Regions from separate parts of the Zea mays genome. Here region 1 is linked to region 2. A link is a contact called in public Hi-C data. All regions are on one chromosome and are shown on one strand. Each heading gives the region's core, a stretch centred on a gene start, on an enhancer-like site or on the middle of the called end of the contact. The rest is flanking DNA. Distances are from core to core; before and after follow the strand shown. Region 1 overlaps LOC103630794 (TATA-binding protein-associated factor BTAF1). Region 2 holds the start of LOC100276986.

Evidence for each region. A called contact is a pair of places that touch in the nucleus more often than the background predicts.
Region 1: a contact with region 2 is called in a Hi-C map of root tip, with 2.7 times the contacts expected there. The contact joins the enhancer-like site here to the promoter of LOC100276986 in region 2. A contact is called at or near these places in 9 of 25 Hi-C or Micro-C datasets (bundle sheath, ear, endosperm and 3 more) and 2 of 3 datasets of contacts at active chromatin or transcription factors (leaf and seedling).

The regions. Positions count from the first base shown.
Region 1 is chr6:178,721,301-178,725,275 of Zm-B73-REFERENCE-NAM-5.0, forward strand. LOC103630794 (TATA-binding protein-associated factor BTAF1) reads right to left here. Exons shown (of 29, transcript XM_008651860.3): 23 at 3,823-3,975; 24 at 3,344-3,598; 25 at 3,177-3,226; 26 at 2,925-3,034; 27 at 2,770-2,852; 28 at 2,484-2,696; 29 at 2,028-2,402. The coding sequence ends at 2,262. Among protein-coding and RNA genes, the nearest start is that of LOC103630794, 25 kb to the right of the region's middle. Within about 2 kb of position 2,436, at least 2 of the 20 cell types and tissues checked have an H3K27ac peak or open chromatin away from gene starts, as enhancers often do. A contact at or near this core is called in root tip, where this site is marked.
Region 2 is chr6:178,603,356-178,607,094 of Zm-B73-REFERENCE-NAM-5.0, forward strand. It overlaps LOC100276986, which reads right to left and starts at 2,451. Exons shown (of 2, transcript NM_001150665.2): 1 at 2,176-2,451; 2 at 530-1,203. The coding sequence starts at 2,362. The coding sequence ends at 926.

The DNA of each region.
Region 1 (3,975 bases), core at 1,186-3,685, 120 kb after region 2:
GCAGCTTGTATTAGGAAGGTGGTGTCAGAGGTGTTTGGAGTGACCAAAGGGAGCATAGGTGAACCTAAAGATACTTGGTGGTGGACCGAGGACATTCAAAAGGCAATAAAAGAGAAGAAATAATGTTACAGGAGCTTGTTCCATGACAAGAGCGTGGTCAACATATAGAGGTATAAGGTGGCAAAGAAAACTGCAAAGCGAGCTGTGAGTCAGGCAAAGGGTCCAGCCTATGATGATCTTTACCGAAGACTAAGTACAAAGGAAGGGCAGAAGGATGTCTATAAACTGGCTAGGATTCGGGAAAGGAAGACGAGTGACCTCAACCAAGTTAAATGCATTAAGGATGAGATGGATCAACTCTTAGTGAAAGGACAAGACATCAAACAGAGGTGGCAGAGGTATTTTGACAATATTTTCAATGGTGAGAATGAGACTATGGACACCCAATTGGATGACTCCTTTGTTGATTTAAATAGATGCTTTGTACGCAGGATCCAAGAGCCAGAGGTCAAAGAAGCTTTAAAGAGGATGAAAGGGGGCAAGGCGATGGGACCGGATGGTATCCCAATAGAGGTGTGAAAATGCCTTAGGGATATTGCTATCGTTTGGCTCACCAAGTTGTTCAACCATATTTTTCGATTAAACAAGATGCCTGATGAGTGGAGTACATTAGTACCAATCTTCAAGAACAATTGATGGTGTGAAAATGTCTTACGGGGCGTTTGGATCCCTTCATTTTAAAGGAATTGGAATTCACTCAATAAAGTAACTTATTTAGTTTGGAATTTGGCATTCCACCACTTTCCAAAGTTCAGATATAAGGTTATCTCAAATTCATAGGGTGGAGGATAGGAAATGATTTTATGCATGATTAGAATTTGTTTCTAATCTGTAACTTACATGACACTCTTCGTTCTACTCCTCTATAATAAAAATGTAGCACATAAATATCTAGGACATCTTGCTAATAATAGTATGCAAATATATTTTGTATAAAAGTGAATTAGCTTAATTGATATATGCCTAAATTACTATTATTAGAATGGAATTCAATTCCAGTGATCCAAACGGGGTGTTAGAGATATTCAAAGTTGTACCAACTATCGAGGGATTAAGCTCACGAGCCACTCTATGAAGCTATGGGAGAGAGTTATTGAGTATCGCCTGAGAGGAATGACGCATACCACCATGAATCAATTTGGATTCATGCCTGGAAGGTCAACCATGGAAGCAATTTTCTTAATGAGACAGGTCATGGAGCGGTGTAAGGATTCATGTTTTTCGCTGACGATGTAGTTCTAGTAGATAAAAGCCGGGAAAGAGTAAATAGAAAGCTAGAGTTATATCATCGAACCCTAGAGTCAAAAGGATTTAGAATTAGCAAGACCAAAACCGAGTATATGAAATATGACTGGTACTACAATTAGTGAGGATTGAGTTGTAAGTTTGGTAGGCTGGTAGTACCAAAGGACACCTTCCGTTATTTGGGATTAATGCTACAGAGATATTGTGATATTGATGAAGATGTTAGCTATAGGATCCAAGGAGGGATGGATGAAATGGCGTCAAGCACCGAGAGTACTATGTGACAAGAGAGTGTCACAGAAGTTGAAAGGCAAGTTCTATAGGACGACGATTAGGCCTGCTATGTTATATGGGGTTGAATGTTGGTCTACTAAGAGACAGTGTATCCAACAACTGTCGCAGAGATGCATATATTGCGTTGGATATGTGGGCACACAAGATTGGATCGAGTAAGAAACATCAACTAGAACACTAATTGAAGAAAAACTTATTCAACATCGGTTGAGATGGTTTGAACAAGCGATAGGTCTAGAAAGTGTGCAAGCATATCAGCATTCACCTTTCCAGGTTCGCTGCGACTTGCCGCGTCTTTAATCCAAATGCGGCTTCTACAATATTTTGTTTCTATGAAGTATTTTGTTTCTATGAATTGCAGCTGCAGCAGTCCATATAGCTACGGCCGCGGCAGAACAAAGTACATGGAACAGTCACCATGACCAATCAAGGGAAATTCTGATAAGAGCTGCAGCTTTGATTATAGGTGAGCAGAGTATATACAACTCCTCAAAACAAAAATTGAGGAAGATGGAAACCAAAAAAATTGAGATCGTAACCCCAACCACCACCTATATCTGTTAGCATCTAATCTTTTCCTTCCTCTATCAAACAACAGCAACAACAAAATTAACCTGCCCCAAATTGCTTTATACACTGTACACGAGCCAGCCGGTGGTGGCTCAGCCGTTCAGCTTCGCCAGGAACTGGTTCAGATCATACTCATCGGCATACTGCGACTGATCCCAAAGCTCATCCAGACCATTAAGAATGGACTTCAAGCCTTTGCCACCAGATTTCCTCTTACTCTGCTCGTCGCTTGCCTGATACACGGGCCAGAGAATGGATCAGAAAAACAAAACATTTCCCACGAAAGCAAAGAACAAACAAACGAACTGCCTTACTTTTCTTGAAGCAGGGGTTGATGTGAACAGATCAAGCAGCTGGTCAGTGTTCATGGTCTTCAAGCTCGAGTTCTCAGCATTGATGACAGCATTGGCGACTGACACCTTGAACCTCTGGAGAGACATCACCTTCTCCTCAAGGGTGCCACGCATGATGAGACGGTGAACATTCACCACTTTCCTTTGACCCAATCGATGTGCTCTGTCCATAGCCTACAAGACAGACAAGGCTATGATGACTAAACGAAAAATCCTCATGAAAAATACAAAGAAACACAAAACTTACCTGAAGGTCCTTCATTGGGTTCCAATCATGTTCCACGAACACCAATGTGTCGGCAGATGTCAAGTTCAAGCCAAGCCCACCGACTGCAAAAAGAAAGAATCAGACCAAGCTTTCCCAACATATCAATGAACAATTCCACAGCTTCCTAAACATACCATGGGTTGTTAGCAGAAGTACATCAATGGTTGGGTCTGAATTGAATGCTTTAACGATTTCAAATCTCTTCTCTGGATCAACAGAGCCATCCAGCCGCAAATATGTGACACTGCAAAACATCAAGTTTTCTTAATTAGATGATTTGCTCAAAGAATAATCACTACAACCAAAGGAATGCAGCAGAAGCCCATACCATACAGCAAGATCAACACATGGACCCAGCACAAGAAATAAAATGTCATATAACTCACCTTCTCATATGAGATTGAAACAGGTCCTTCTCTATGATGTCAAGAAAAGCCTGAAGGAAAGAAAGTTGGACCGTGAGACAAGATTTTTTCCCCACTTGAAAGGATGACAGAACGAAAGGCCTTGGAATGACAAAATAACCATCTCAAATTTCGATAGGTTTTCATACCTTATGCTGAGCAAAAATCAAAACTCTGTGTTGCCCAACAGCTGTAGAAGCATCAGGACTAGATATTTCTGACCCTATACCACATTCTTGAAGTATTTCTTGAAGAGCAACAAGCTTAGGTGAGTGGTGAAGCTCATGAAGCTCACTGCCAGATCCCAGACCTATTTCATTCAGAAGATCCACAAGATGATTTGGGGGGTTCTCCCCAGTTACAAGCAAGGGATGGCTGCATAGTTTTAATAGGTACTGCAATGCCTGCATTAAAAATGCAAATTTAGTTAGAAAGCAATCCCATTAAAACAAAAAAAAAATGTAAGGGCTTGTTCGTTTTGATGTTAAACCATGTGAATTGGGTGGGATTGAGTCGTTTTAAATCCATAACAAGTCAAAATGCACCCCAATCCCACTCAATCCACATGGAATTGAAATAAATGAACAAGGCCTAAATGAATAACAAGGATGAGATTCAACTGCAGCACCTGAAACACATGCCGAGTTGCCTTTGGTTGAGGTGCAGATTCCTCCAGTTCATTTGCTTTTACTATAGTTGAAATCTCGTCTTTTGCATTGGAGCTGGAAAATTTGTCATAAAGTTTGAGCTGCAATAGACTGAGATCACAATATCTATCCTG
Region 2 (3,739 bases), core at 1,201-3,700:
TCTTTTGCCCACAGCGACTGCATCCAGAATGAATTTCACATATAGTACAGGAGATTACCATATGGAAAGCAAAACGAGGAAAGAAAGTAGAATTCGGAGATCCGAACCTTGCAAGAACAGAGAGGTGATGACTGGCTGCATAGTAAAAAGCAAAATGGAAAAAGGAAAAAGAGCACAACCAGTTCTTGCTTCCAACAGAACAATACGATATATTTTTTCCTCAGATATTTCGAGTAAAGCATAGTTATGCATGATAGGACAAGAAACTGCCTGAGATGTGGATGCTTTCAGGCATTCTTTTTCTGAATTCCTGCTTGGTACTGCACAGAAGCCCTACAATGTTGATCTTCTATAGCATAGAGAAGAAGAAACACCAGCTGCGGCTAGTGGATGTTGCTTGGGGAAGCTGGACTTGTGGTTGGCTATCCGTAGCCATGGATCTCCTGGGACCACAGGAAGAGTTGAAGTTTGGCTGCTTCTGGTGCTACCAAAAAAACATACACCCACAAATGAAGAGAACACCACATGGTTTTGCACTACGCAGTTAAGAACATTCTAAATAGGGTTGGGGCCCAGTTGGGGTCTCAACAATACAGTACATGGCAATCGATGAGCTCATCACACGCGATGAGTTCACTCATCACACGAGAGCCACAGAACATAAAATTGTCAACGGAGCAAATTGCGGATGGAATGGAACAGAAGAATTTGACACACTTTAGTTTTTTTAGCCTTGAAGAATCTCTAGAACCAATGCACACAACACTAGTTTGCATCCACACAACCTTTGAACTCGAGGAGGCTACATCATGGAGACATCAGTTTACAAGATAGCACAGTACTGTGTTTGTACACAATCCAATCAGGCCCAATCATCTTCTTGGCTGAACATCAGACACAAGAGACCCAAATGGCTTGATCTCTTTTAGAAGCTTGGGAGGGATCCTGCTCGGATGAACTCTTTTAGAAGGGCCTTCTCCTCATCGAGTTTCTTCTTCTCGGCAGCATTGCGTGGCTTGATCTTCCGCTTCTCTTCCAGCATCCATTTGTAGAGCTTGCGCTGGTCATCTTCAGGGATTGGTGGGAGCTCCTTTCTGGGGATAGAGACTGGCTCAGCAGGCTTCCCAGCAGTTGCAGTAGCAGGATCAGTCGTTGGGTCCTTCTTTGCTGAGTCCTTTTGGTTGGCCCGCACGAGGACATAAGCTACATGTTATACAAAGAATTCAGTAAACTAGCCCATCTAAAAATTTGATTTGAGAAAGAACAACCTTCAGAACTGGAAACATAAGCATCCCAGCACTTTAGTCCAGTGCATATTTAACTCTTTGATGAAAGGGACATGCTGGCGTAATCATGAATAAAAACATTTGCACATTCATAATTGGCTGAGTGTAACCCAAGACCTGAGTCATGTTTTTGTCCCATCCCTCGCAGATCAAATGAAATCATCATTTGGAAGTTGGAACAGCAGATAACATCACTATGATCAGATTGTTGTTCGGGTGAAAAAAGGGGAGTATGATCGGCCCATTATATACGTTACTATAATAAACACTTCACCTTCAATTATGGTTGCATCTCATGTTTACAGGTTCTTTATTGCTTTCTACTGTAGCATATTATAAGCAGAAAGAACACTCAGCCGACACTTTAGGCGGTAACTAACGCTAACTGCTGATTAATTCTGAAGCCAAGTAACTAGAAAAGTGATTCATGTGCATAATTAAGTAGGTGGAGTAGCAACCACATACGAAAATCGAAGGCCCTAACAGGAACTTGCTGGGTGAAAACTCAAAATGTAGAATCAGCTACGACTGCCAGCAAGTAGAGCACCGGTCAATACAAAAAGAAACCAGGAGGGCAGCTCGTAATCCATAACGCCTAAGCACATTGCTGATTTTCTCATCTCACTAGAATTTGATCCAAAACAAGATCTCCTAAGCGGATCTTAGCTAGAGCAGACTCCGAGGACAATTACCCAGCGGCACTTAAACCTAGTCAAACTCGCAAGGGCAAACACCAAACGGGTGCGATGCTCCTAAGTCCTAACACGGCATCTTATGCGTACCAGACAGCGAGAAATCGCCGAGTGCAACGAAAACCTAGTGACCCCAAAGCGAATCGAACTGATGAGCGAGGGAGGGAGGCTGGGAGGGGGAGTAGAGGCAAGCTGACCTACGACAAAGAGGTTGGCGGCTAGGAGGAAAGGGAAGATGCGGCGCATGAACCCCTTCCTCGCCTCGGGCGTCGGCGGCGTCGGCGTCGGCGGCGTCGGCGGCTTCGGCGGCGTCGGCGGCTTCGGCGGCTTCGGCGGCGTCGGCGGCGTCGAACCGGCGGGCTTGGGCTTGCCGTGGGAGTCCATCCGGTGGAGAGCAGACCTTCTCTCTGTGTTGGGGGCGAGGGTGACCGCGTCAGTTGCCCTTGTTCTCGGCTCTATCTCCAGCGACTAATCTGTATTGATACTCTATATCTGTTATTTATAGTCTCTTCTAAAATATTATATCTTCTATATCTCATTTCTCTTCAATAACATACTCTAAATTATGTCCTCTATACATAAATATCTATATTAGAAATATTTTTTATTTTTTTTATATATGTATTTGTCATACTATTGTATATATTTTAATTTTTCTAAACTGGTTGTTTAAATTATTCAATTTGATAGATAACCGTTTAGAGAAACTCTATATATAGATGATCCAGCAACACTCTAAATTTAGAGAACCGTTTAGAGAACGTTGTTGGAGGGAGTACATAACGATTTTATCCTCTAAATTTAGGGTATATGACCCTTTAGACTGCCTCCAGCAATACACGGTAAATGGTCCTGTACTCTAAATTTAGAGTACGAAACGTTCTCTACGCCGTCCAACAAGGAACTCTAAATGGAACTCTAAAATATAGAGGACGTACGGCGAACGCTAAACGTAGAGAAGTCCTTACGCGCGCTATCCGTCTGCTCCGCTCTGGGCCCGCTCTTCAATGTGGTCATCCGTCTGCAGCTACCTCTGCTACCTCCGCTGGCTGATTAATTCTATTCTTTTTTTTGCGTGTAAATCTAATAGTAGCAGCACTTTTGCTAATTGGGATTATTAGATTAGTATTATCAGTTTATGTCCAATACATATATAGATATGTACGTAGACGGCGTTATGAAAAAAACGATTAGTAATGTCGGTTGCAAAATGTAATTATTATAATTAGTTCCTAATTCATTTTTATAAAATTTCTAGAAATAAATAACTTCATTTTTTTCATTACGCACATAAGTTCAAATTGTATTAATATCAAATAAATGAGTATTAAAAATGAGTATATGAATTCTGTTAGATATAGAGTACCGAATTTAGAGGACGTTGCTGGAGTTGGCGAAGATATAGAGAACGAAATTTTTTAGAGGGTTCTGTAAAGGACAGAGAATATTCCTTTAGGGGATAAAATTTAGGGGACGTTGCTGGAGACAGCCTTAGAGTTTCTTGTTAGAGCTAGTTTTAGACTGACCCCATCACCTTCTTTTCCCCTAACACTGTAGTTCCTTTATCGGCTGCACCGCTGCCCCAAAAGTTGCTACAGTGCAAGAGGAGTGTACACAAACGAGGGTGAAGTGGCCAGCTCCCCTTGGATCGTTTTAAGTGCATGCCAATATTTATTTATTGTATAAAAATTGATAATAGATGATGAATAACTATGAAAACTATTATTTTATAGTTATAGTAGAATATAAGGGAGAATTTAA